Linked DNA regions of Mus musculus: regions 1 and 3 are each linked to region 2. A link is a contact called in public HiChIP or PLAC-seq and promoter capture Hi-C data. All regions are on one chromosome and are shown on one strand. Each heading gives the region's core, a stretch centred on a gene start, on an enhancer-like site or on the middle of the called end of the contact. The rest is flanking DNA. Distances are from core to core; before and after follow the strand shown.

Region 1 (2,701 bases), core at 38-2,537, 1.1 Mb after region 2:
GACCAGAAGCCAGTATACACTCAATCACTGAGTCGAGGGGGTCTTGAATTCAAGGTCAGCATGGCTCCATAGTGAGTTCCTAGGAAGAGCTGTCTCTAAGAAAGTAAGTAAATAATAAATAAATAAATTATTTATTTATTTAAAGTTGAAGAACCTAAATCAGCTAATTATGGTTGCTCAGTTTTGTAAATAAGGTAATTTGAAGTCAGGGTGAGAAACAGTTCATTATTGACGGAAAGCGTGGTTTTTGTTTGTTTGTTTGTTCTTTTACCTCACTACAGGCCTGTTACATATGGATTGCTTCAATCCTTCTTCTTCTTCTTTTTTTTTTTTTTTTGGTTTTTCGAGACAGGGTTTCTCTGTATAGCCCTGGCTGTCCTGGAACTCACTTTGTAGACCAGGCTGGCCTTGAACTCAGAAATCTGCCTGCCTCTGCCTCCCAAGTGCTGGGATTAAAGGCGAGCGCCACCACCACCCAGCAACCTAGTACCTTCTATACTTTCCTATCACCCTCCCCAACTATGTTTGTGCTTTGGCTGCCTGAGACCTGGGTTAAGTGTTATAATTCCAATGGAACTTATTAAAAACAAATCCAAACAAACAAAAGAAAGGATTACAGAGAGAGACTGAAGTGAATTTGGTATGTGAAACACTAATACGACTTGACCGTGATGTGATACCTGTGAAGTGTCTGTATCTTTTTTTTTTTAATCATTATTTTTATTGTCCTGAGTCTGTATGAGTGAATGCCACATATGGGATGGTACCAAACGAAGAGTGTGGGGTTCCCTGGTTACAGGTCTCTCTGTGCTAGGTGTCCTGGAATCCTCTCTAACTACTGAGCTATCCTGTAACTATAGTCTAAGTCTCCTGTGCTTTCTTGGATTTTACTTTAGCTAAGATGTTGCTCCACGGCCCACTTTACTTGTCTGCGAAGTGTTCCAGTTTTTCTTTAGTCTTACCTTATTTTATTTGTGTGTGTGTGTGTGTGTGTGTGTGTGTGTGTGTGTGTGTGTGTGTGTGTGTGTGTGTGTGTGTGTGTGTTTTACTGTGTAGCCCAGGCAGGCGTGGAACTCACTTTCAGCTGCCTAGTACAAGGAATTACGGAAATTGAGTCACCCGTCCCTCCCACCACCCCCTACCCCCATCCCCCACTCCCATTCCCCACCCCAGGAGTAAATACTTATCTTAGGAAATGGAATTTCCTAGCGCAGCTGAGACCAGTGAAGACCAACAGTAGGCGGGACGAGAAGGCGTGGCATTCAGGCATTGGGCTTCTTCAGATCTAAATTTCTGACCTTGGCAGACAGCCACTTGAGATGTGTTACCTGCGGACGGAGCAGAACGGAAGCAGAGGGACAAAGTAGCGGATTCCTGACTTCTGGCAAGGGCCCCTTCCTGGGTTTCACGCCGCTGCGTTCTGGTCGAGGCTGGAACGCGCGCCCAGCCCTTTGTGTGGCTGTGGTCCGAGGCTACGGCTCAGAAGCCGAGCGCTGGGAACGGCAGGACTGCCGAGCCTCAAGTAGGGCTGTCGAGCGCGGTGAGAGCGTGCGGGGACCCGGGTGGAGCCGCTCCCTCGGTGGAGCCACGAGGGCCCGACACCTGGGTGGGAGAAGCCGCCTGGCTCCGCGGTGGAAAGGCTCACGTGGCTGAAACCTCGGGGGATTAGAGTCTGGGACCGGGGCTGACCGGGCAAAGCCGGCGGGCATTTCTTGTCAGATTGTGCGTGAGAGCGGCGGGGCCACAGATTTTAGAGAGCCGGACAGACGGGGTGTATTGTGGCAAGTTTGCCTGATCTTCCTGTCTTAGCTTCCTTTGTGCTATTGGGGCTGACTCCTCAGATTTGTGAAACAATGAATGGGCTTTAGTTGGAGGAGTGCACTCAGGGTTGAGAGACGTCTGCACAGTCCCTCCAGAAATTTACCCAGTGGAAGGGTGAGGCCAGGCCTGGCCCATCTCCCATGCCAGGGGGGTGGGAGTCGGGAGGGACGGGACCTGACCTCCGGCCAATCAACAGCCAAGTCTTATTTAGTCTCTTGCCTTCTCAGGGCTCCTGCACCAGGAAAGAACAATCAGAGGTAAATGAGTGAGGAGGTGGATGGAGGTACCCAACACCTGTCAGTCTCCTTAATCAGCCTGTATCTATATTAAAGACCACTCCCTGCTTTGTGTGAATGTGCAGCAGCTCCTGCTGCTGTTGTTGATGATGTTTTATGCTTTCTGTAGCCCAGGCTGTCCTAGAACTCCCGGAGATCCTGTCTCAGCCTTCCTAGTGTTTAGGTAATCGTCTAGGTCACCACGCATCTTTATGCTATTGTTAAGACTTGTTGATAAAGGGGTCTTTGCTGAGAATGGTTAAAGACAGGTCCTGGAAGACACTAGCATAGAACTGTATGGACAGGTCCTGGAAGACACTGTTTGGAATGTTTTTTTTTTTTTTTTTTTTTCCAACGGAAGAATAATGAGAGGTGAGACAGACAGAAGGAAGGAAGAAAATCAACCTCAGAATGCAGCTTTCCTGGCAACTTTTTTGGGGATCAGAGCTAGCGATTCCTTGAATGCCTTGTTCCTTGCTGGCACTTTCACGTAGCAAAAGAATTGAGAGGAAAAGAAAGGGCCACGAGTCTCTGTGCCTTTATGCTTCCCTGCATCTAGAGAGGAGAAATAGAAATTAAAAAAATTTCAGAGTGAACAAAGAATT
Region 2 (2,964 bases), core at 280-2,779:
GATCTTTAAGGTTTTTCTTTTTTGGTGGTGCCGGGGGTTGAATCTAAGGCTTCCTGAAATGCTGCTCAAAAGCTTCACCGCTAAGCAGTAGTCCTAGACCATTGTTCATTTGATGCCTGTGGAGGCCAGAAGTCAGCCTTGGATGTCTTTCCTCGGGCCACTTTGTTTTTCTTTGAGATAGGGAATCTCACTGGGACATGGGGCACCCTTAGGCTGGGCTGGATGGACAGTGAGCCTTAGGCATTTGCCTCCCTAGAGCTTGCATTATGATTTAAGGAGGAAACAGGTTAAAGAGAAACCACACATAGTCAACTGCTTGTTTCCCACCTATAAGCTCTTCTGGGACCACTTCACAGTGTCTAGAAGATCAGTGGAGCCAGGATGTGATGCTAGGCCATAATCCCAGCACTTGGAGGCAGAGGCAAGAGGATCTGCTCAAGATGATTCTCAGCTACATAACAGCAAGTTCGAAGCCATCTTGCGCTACATGAAGATTCTGCCATTAAGGCGTGTACCACCACCTGGCTAGATTCTGCCATTAAAAATATATATACATTTTTTTTTTTTTGAGCAGTCCAAGTGGGGGCTGGAGAGAGCTCAGTGGTTGAGGGTACTGGGCTCTTCCAGAGGACCTGGGTTCAAATACCAGCACCCACATGGCAGCTCACCACTGTTACTCCAAGATCTGACACTCACATAGTTGCAAGCAAAACATCAATACACATAAAGGCAAAATAAATGTAAGTACAGAACTTCTTCAAAAACATTCACAGATGGAGCCCACTCAATACATTTCCCAAGCAGAGATCAGGGTGGGGAGGAAAAGTGCTATACAATGCATTAGAACTTGGTCCAGACGTCTTGGGAGCAACCAGCCTCCCTGCCCTTGCTCTATCTGTAATCTGAGAGAATCAGCTCTTGTCTTCTGAGGACCCTGTACTTGGATAGCTATGGTGATTGAGCCTTTCATTACTCGGTCTTTGGTTTTAGAGACAGGGTTTCTCTGTGTAGCCTTTGGCTATCCTAGAACTGACTATATAGGCCAGGCTGGCCTGGAACTTGGAGATCCATATGCCACCATCTCCCGACCTTGTCTCTCTCTCTCTCTTTTTTTTTTTAATGGCTTTTTCGGAACCGGTCTCCATATGCAGTCCAAGCTAACTTCAAATTCTCCTGCCTCACCCTTCCGAGTACTGGAATTACAGGCACGAGCCACCACACCCAGCTCTAAAACGGTCACTATACAAAAATCTATGTTGGGCGGGGTGGCGCCGTTTGTAACCCCAGCACATCAGGGATTGAGGCTGGAGAATAAGGAGTGATTATCTTTAAAAACAAGATGTTCTTTATGTTTCCACGCAAGGGAGGCTCTGTCTTCACTTTCCTCGAGAACACTGACAGCGCTGAGATTCGACCCACAAGGGTAGCCGCAGACCAGCTGCCCTGACGACGCCTGGGATTCCAACTCCGCGCTGTGACGCGCCGCTCGCGGTCCCCGCCTTGCCGCCAGCACCCCCAAGGAGGCGGGACCTGGGCAGGGCCAGCAGTCGCGGGAACCCTGAGCCCGCCTTCTCCTCAGGCTCCGCGCTGCTCGCCATGGCACCGGCGCTGCTGCTGGTTCCTGCGGCCCTCGCCTCCTTCATCCTGGCCTTTGGCACCGGAGTGGAATTCGTGCGTTTCACCTCCCTGAGGCCGCTGCTTGGAGGGATCCCGGAGTCTGGCGGTCCCGGTGAGCCGCAGGGATCCAGGGCGAGCTGAAGCGGAGAGGAGGAGCCGAAGCAGCGTGGCGAGGGCGGGGCATGGAAACAAATGACAGGGAAACCGCCAAAGCTGGGAGGCGCTGCTGGGAAGGGAGCGGAGGCTAAATCAGAAACTCCAAGATTAGTCTTGTGCAGAAAGCTGCGAGTGAAGACTGACAGAGTACGGCCCGGGGTGGGGGTGGGGTTTTGTGAGGAGAGCCAGGGGAAGGAGAAAGATAAAAAAGGGGAAACGCTGCTAGAAAACCCCAGACAGCGAGATGTGGTAGCTCACACCTTTAACCCTATTATTGGAGGGGGCAGAGGCAAACGGATCTCTTGATTGAAGGTCTATCATTACTGATTTCAAGGCCTGATCTATTGAGTGAGGACTATGTATGTAGAGATACCCTGTCTTGGAAAAGCAAACAAGAAAACCACACCAAAGACCACTTCCCTAGTCTCCTTGCTTGCTTGTGTGTGTGTGTGTGTGTGTGTGAATGAATATAATTGTGGAATGTGTGCTTGTGCTCCTGTGTGTGCAGTGCAAACGGCTGCTGAAGGACAACCTTGAGTTGTTTGTTTGTTTGTTTTTGGGTTTTTTTTTTCAGGGTATTTCTATGTATCCCCAGCTGGCTTGGAATTCAGAGGCCTATGTATTCTTTTTTTTTTTTTTTTTTTAAGATTTATTTATTTATTTTGGTGTTTTGAGACAGGGTTTCTCTGTATAGCTCTGGCTGTCCTGGAACTCACTCTGTAGACCAGGCTGGCCTCAAACTCAGAAATCCGCCTGCCTCTGCCTCCCGAGTACTGGGATTAAAGGTGTGGGCCACCATGCCTTTCTTTCTTTCTTTCTTTCTTTCTTTCTTTCTTTCTTTCTTTCTTAAGATTTATTTATTTTATGTATATGAGTAAACCTTAGCTGTCTTCAGACACACCAGAAGAGGGCATAAGATCCTATTACAGATGGTTGTAAGCCACCATGTGGTAGCTAGGAATTGAACTCAGGACCTCTGGAAGAGCAGCCAGAGCAGCCAGTGCTTATTGAGGGGGGAGGGGGGAGACAGGGTTTCTCTGCATAGCCCTGGCTGTCCTGGAACTCACTGTAGACCAGGCTGGCCTCGAATTTAAAAATCCACCTGCCTCTGCCTCCTAGCCAATGCACTCTCTCTCTTTCTCTCTCTCTCTCTCTCTCTCTTTTTTTTTTTTTTTGGTTTTCCAAGACATG
Region 3 (2,909 bases), core at 242-2,741, 1.8 Mb before region 2:
TACACCAATCATTAATCCCTGTGCGACCTTTTCAGTACTATTACAGATTTAAGGCTCTGTTCAAGCCCCCACCAGACCCTTTTTGCAATCCATGCTCACCCTCAGGGTCCCCCATGTGTCCCAACGGAATCATTGCAGTTACCTGTAAGGAAACACTCACGTGGGTAGAAGTTTCTTTTATGGACTTCCCCCCCCCCCTTACTTTTTCATCCCTCATTATGTACACGTCTGTGCCCAGCAATCTCTCTCAGAGACCTCTGACAGACTGCCCTCCACCCACAGCCTACCTTGTCCTTCACTTTCTCTGGCATTTTCTGGGTCATGGGCGTTGCAATGAACCCTGGGAGGACCGAGTTACATCGGATTCCATGTCTGTGAGAGGAAGAATGGATGCTGACCCCGGGAAGGACACTGACTCTTCTTCCCTTAGCAAGGTCCCCAGTCTGACCCACCGTCCAAGCTCCCGGGCCGCAGTCTGGGTGAGCCCAATCACTCCTGCTTTGGACGACGCATAATTCGTTTGTCCGATATTCCCCACCTACAGTGAGTCAGAGACCCAGAGTAAGTCAGGAGTCGTCTACAGGGGAGCCGCTTCCCAGCGCCCACGTGGCTAGCTGGCCTGGCCCAACTCATCCTGACCTTTCCAATGATGCTACTAATGTTGATGATGGAGCCACGACCGCCACTGGACACTAAAGCCTGGGCTGCAGCCTGAGTGACTAGGAAGGTGCCCTGGCACGAGAGGGTAACAAATTAGGCAAGATCAGCTGCGGTGGCAGCCTTCCTCTAAGTACTTCCCCAGGCTGGGGGCGGGCACAAGTCACAGGTTTAGAGATCACCACCTTGAGGTTGACAGCTATGACTCTGTCCCAGTCTTCTTCTGACATGTGGAGCAGAAACTCATCGCGTGTGATGCCCGCACAGGACACAACGACAGATGGCGGGCGAGAAAAGCAGGCCTATGTGAGGGAGGGGGAGGCTAACACCAAAGACCACAAAGGGCCGGGCTGAGGGGTGTGTGGCGTGGCGTGGCGTGGCGCGGCGCGGCGTCCGGTTCACCTGCACTTCCTCCAGCAGGCGTCTGGCTGCGGGGCCCTGAGACACATCCGCTTGGAAGGCAGCGTGCTTGCCGCGCGGCGCCCCGTCCTCGCTCCCCGGGCTTCCCAGCAGCCGCACCGTGTCCTGTGCCGCGGCCCCGTCCAGGTCGCAGGCGGCCACGGCGGCGCCCTCTGCCGCTAGGCGCACGCTGATCGCACGGCCGATGCCGCTACCCGCACCTGAGATGGGAGTCCGCGGAAGCGGGAGAAGAAGGGAGGAGGTCAGAGGTCACGGGGCGCAAAGTTACTGAAACTCAGACAACAGGGCCAGGGACTCAAGGGGTGGCTCTCGCTGACATGGCCCGGGCACCCCAACCCACCCTGAGAGGGAACCCCTGAACCTGTGACCAGGGCCAGCGCAGAGCGGAGCCGGAGCTGAGACGCCATGGCGGCTGTGGGTGGGCGTGCCCTGAGCCTAGGCCAATCTGAGCACGCCGGGGGCGTGGCTAGGCCCGGTACGGACCCAATAGAAACCACACTAGTCAGAGGCCTTTGGTAGCCACCAGCGCGACCTCCCACCACGGGGGCGTGACCATCCACCACCACTTGGGGACCTAGGGAGTCCAGGAGCCAAGGGGCCCAGTTCCCCACATAAAGACAAAGGCTGCATGTGGGGCCGAAGATCCAAGGTCTTTTATTCCTGGTCACCGTTCCTCCGCACCCATTCAAACAGTGGTATAAAATGAGTAGAGACAAAAAATCAGGCTGAGACATCTTCCCAAGGAGCCCCCCTCCCCCTTCAAATCAGGACACACGATTGATGTCTACCCCAGTCCTTCTGCCAGGTCTTCCCTGAAGCCATCACTAACTAGTTCAGAGGGAGATGGGCCTTGGAGGGACCCCTGCGGCACGCTGGCGCTGAGAAATCGTAGATTAGGGACCATCGGGTAGGCTACCGTCTTCCCAGTCTTCTTCATGGTCCCATTGATTTTTCCAAAAGCAACAACGCTGCTGGGCAGTCTCCCACTCCGTGGTCCTTCTGGCCTCTCATGCTCCGTATGATCCTCATACCTCTAAGGCCTCAAACAGAGGCTCTGCTAATCTCCAAGGCTGACACTCCTTCTGGCATTAGCACTGGCCAGGACTACCAACTGCCTTTATTAGGAGTTAGGGGAAGGACAGGTCACCTCACCCCTCACTCAAGATGGGCAATCAGTACCATCATGGCAACACCCCCCAGCAGCCCCAGCACCTCCAACAGTGACTGCAGTGGAGATGCCTCTCTCAATAGCTCAGGCAGCACAGACACTGTTGCTACGTAGATAAATCCGCCTGCAGTGAATGGCAGGACCCAGCCAGGACCTGCACCACCTGCCACGTCACTGTCCACTGCCCCTCCCTCGGTGAGAAGGGCACAGGCAGTGCCTGCCAATGCTCCAATTGCAGTCACGAGTTGCAGACGCATCGCCTGGTGGGCAGAAAAGAGAAAGATATGACTGTCGACAGCTAAAATTAGGTGGGAGCAGTGTTAAGGAAAGGAGGGTCTGGGGAGAAGGACCCACAGGTAGTGCTTGCTGCACAAGCACGAGGACAGGAATCTGGGTCCCAGACACCAGCTCCAGGAAGCAGTCAGATAGCTGTCGCCTGGGGCTCCCTCGATAGCTAATACGTAGTCAATGACTCTGCCTCAGGACCACACCTAAGGCCCGCAGCCCCCCAAAACAGCCAGGTTGAGGAGGGAGTACTAGAACAGACATCTCCTGAGAACCTTAAGCCATCAAAGAACTATACACAGGTGAGGACTGCAGCGTAAAACAGAGCAAGAGGTAAAGGCACGACTTTCCCTGACTCTAAACGGCTCACTGTAGTGTA

Evidence for each region. Promoter capture Hi-C pulls out the DNA fragments that hold promoters and counts their contacts. HiChIP or PLAC-seq counts read pairs in DNA pulled down with a chosen protein or histone mark.
Region 1: an H3K4me3 HiChIP or PLAC-seq map of embryonic stem cells shows a contact between it and region 2, with 4 times the contacts expected there. The contact joins the promoter of Zfp57 here to the promoter of Nrm in region 2. A contact is called at or near these places in 2 of 39 promoter capture datasets (cranial neural crest and embryonic stem cells) and 2 of 115 datasets of contacts at active chromatin or transcription factors (both in embryonic stem cells).
Region 3: a promoter capture Hi-C map of hippocampal neurons shows a contact between it and region 2, with 3 times the contacts expected there. The contact joins the promoter of H2-Ke6 here to the promoter of Nrm in region 2. A contact is called at or near these places in 1 of 39 promoter capture datasets (hippocampal neurons), 1 of 484 Hi-C or Micro-C datasets (CD4 T cells), 2 of 115 datasets of contacts at active chromatin or transcription factors (astrocytes and pancreatic cancer cells) and 1 of 9 other capture datasets (adipose tissue).

The regions. Positions count from the first base shown.
Region 1 is chr17:37,001,238-37,003,938 of GRCm38.p6, forward strand. Zfp57 (zinc finger protein 57) reads left to right here and starts at 1,288. Exons shown (of 5, transcript NM_001013745.2): 1 at 1,288-1,540; 2 at 2,049-2,078.
Region 2 is chr17:35,859,789-35,862,752 of GRCm38.p6, forward strand. It overlaps Nrm (nurim (nuclear envelope membrane protein)), which reads left to right and starts at 1,530. Exons shown (of 4, transcript NM_134122.2): 1 at 1,530-1,729. The coding sequence starts at 1,597.
Region 3 is chr17:34,026,564-34,029,472 of GRCm38.p6, forward strand. H2-Ke6 (H2-K region expressed gene 6) reads right to left here and starts at 1,492. Exons shown (of 9, transcript NM_013543.2): 1 at 1,439-1,492; 2 at 1,060-1,277; 3 at 843-959; 4 at 640-732; 5 at 453-538; 6 at 288-372; 7 at 100-142. The coding sequence starts at 1,484. Slc39a7 (solute carrier family 39 (zinc transporter), member 7) reads right to left here. Exons shown (of 7, transcript NM_008202.2): 7 at 1,703-2,505. The coding sequence ends at 2,233.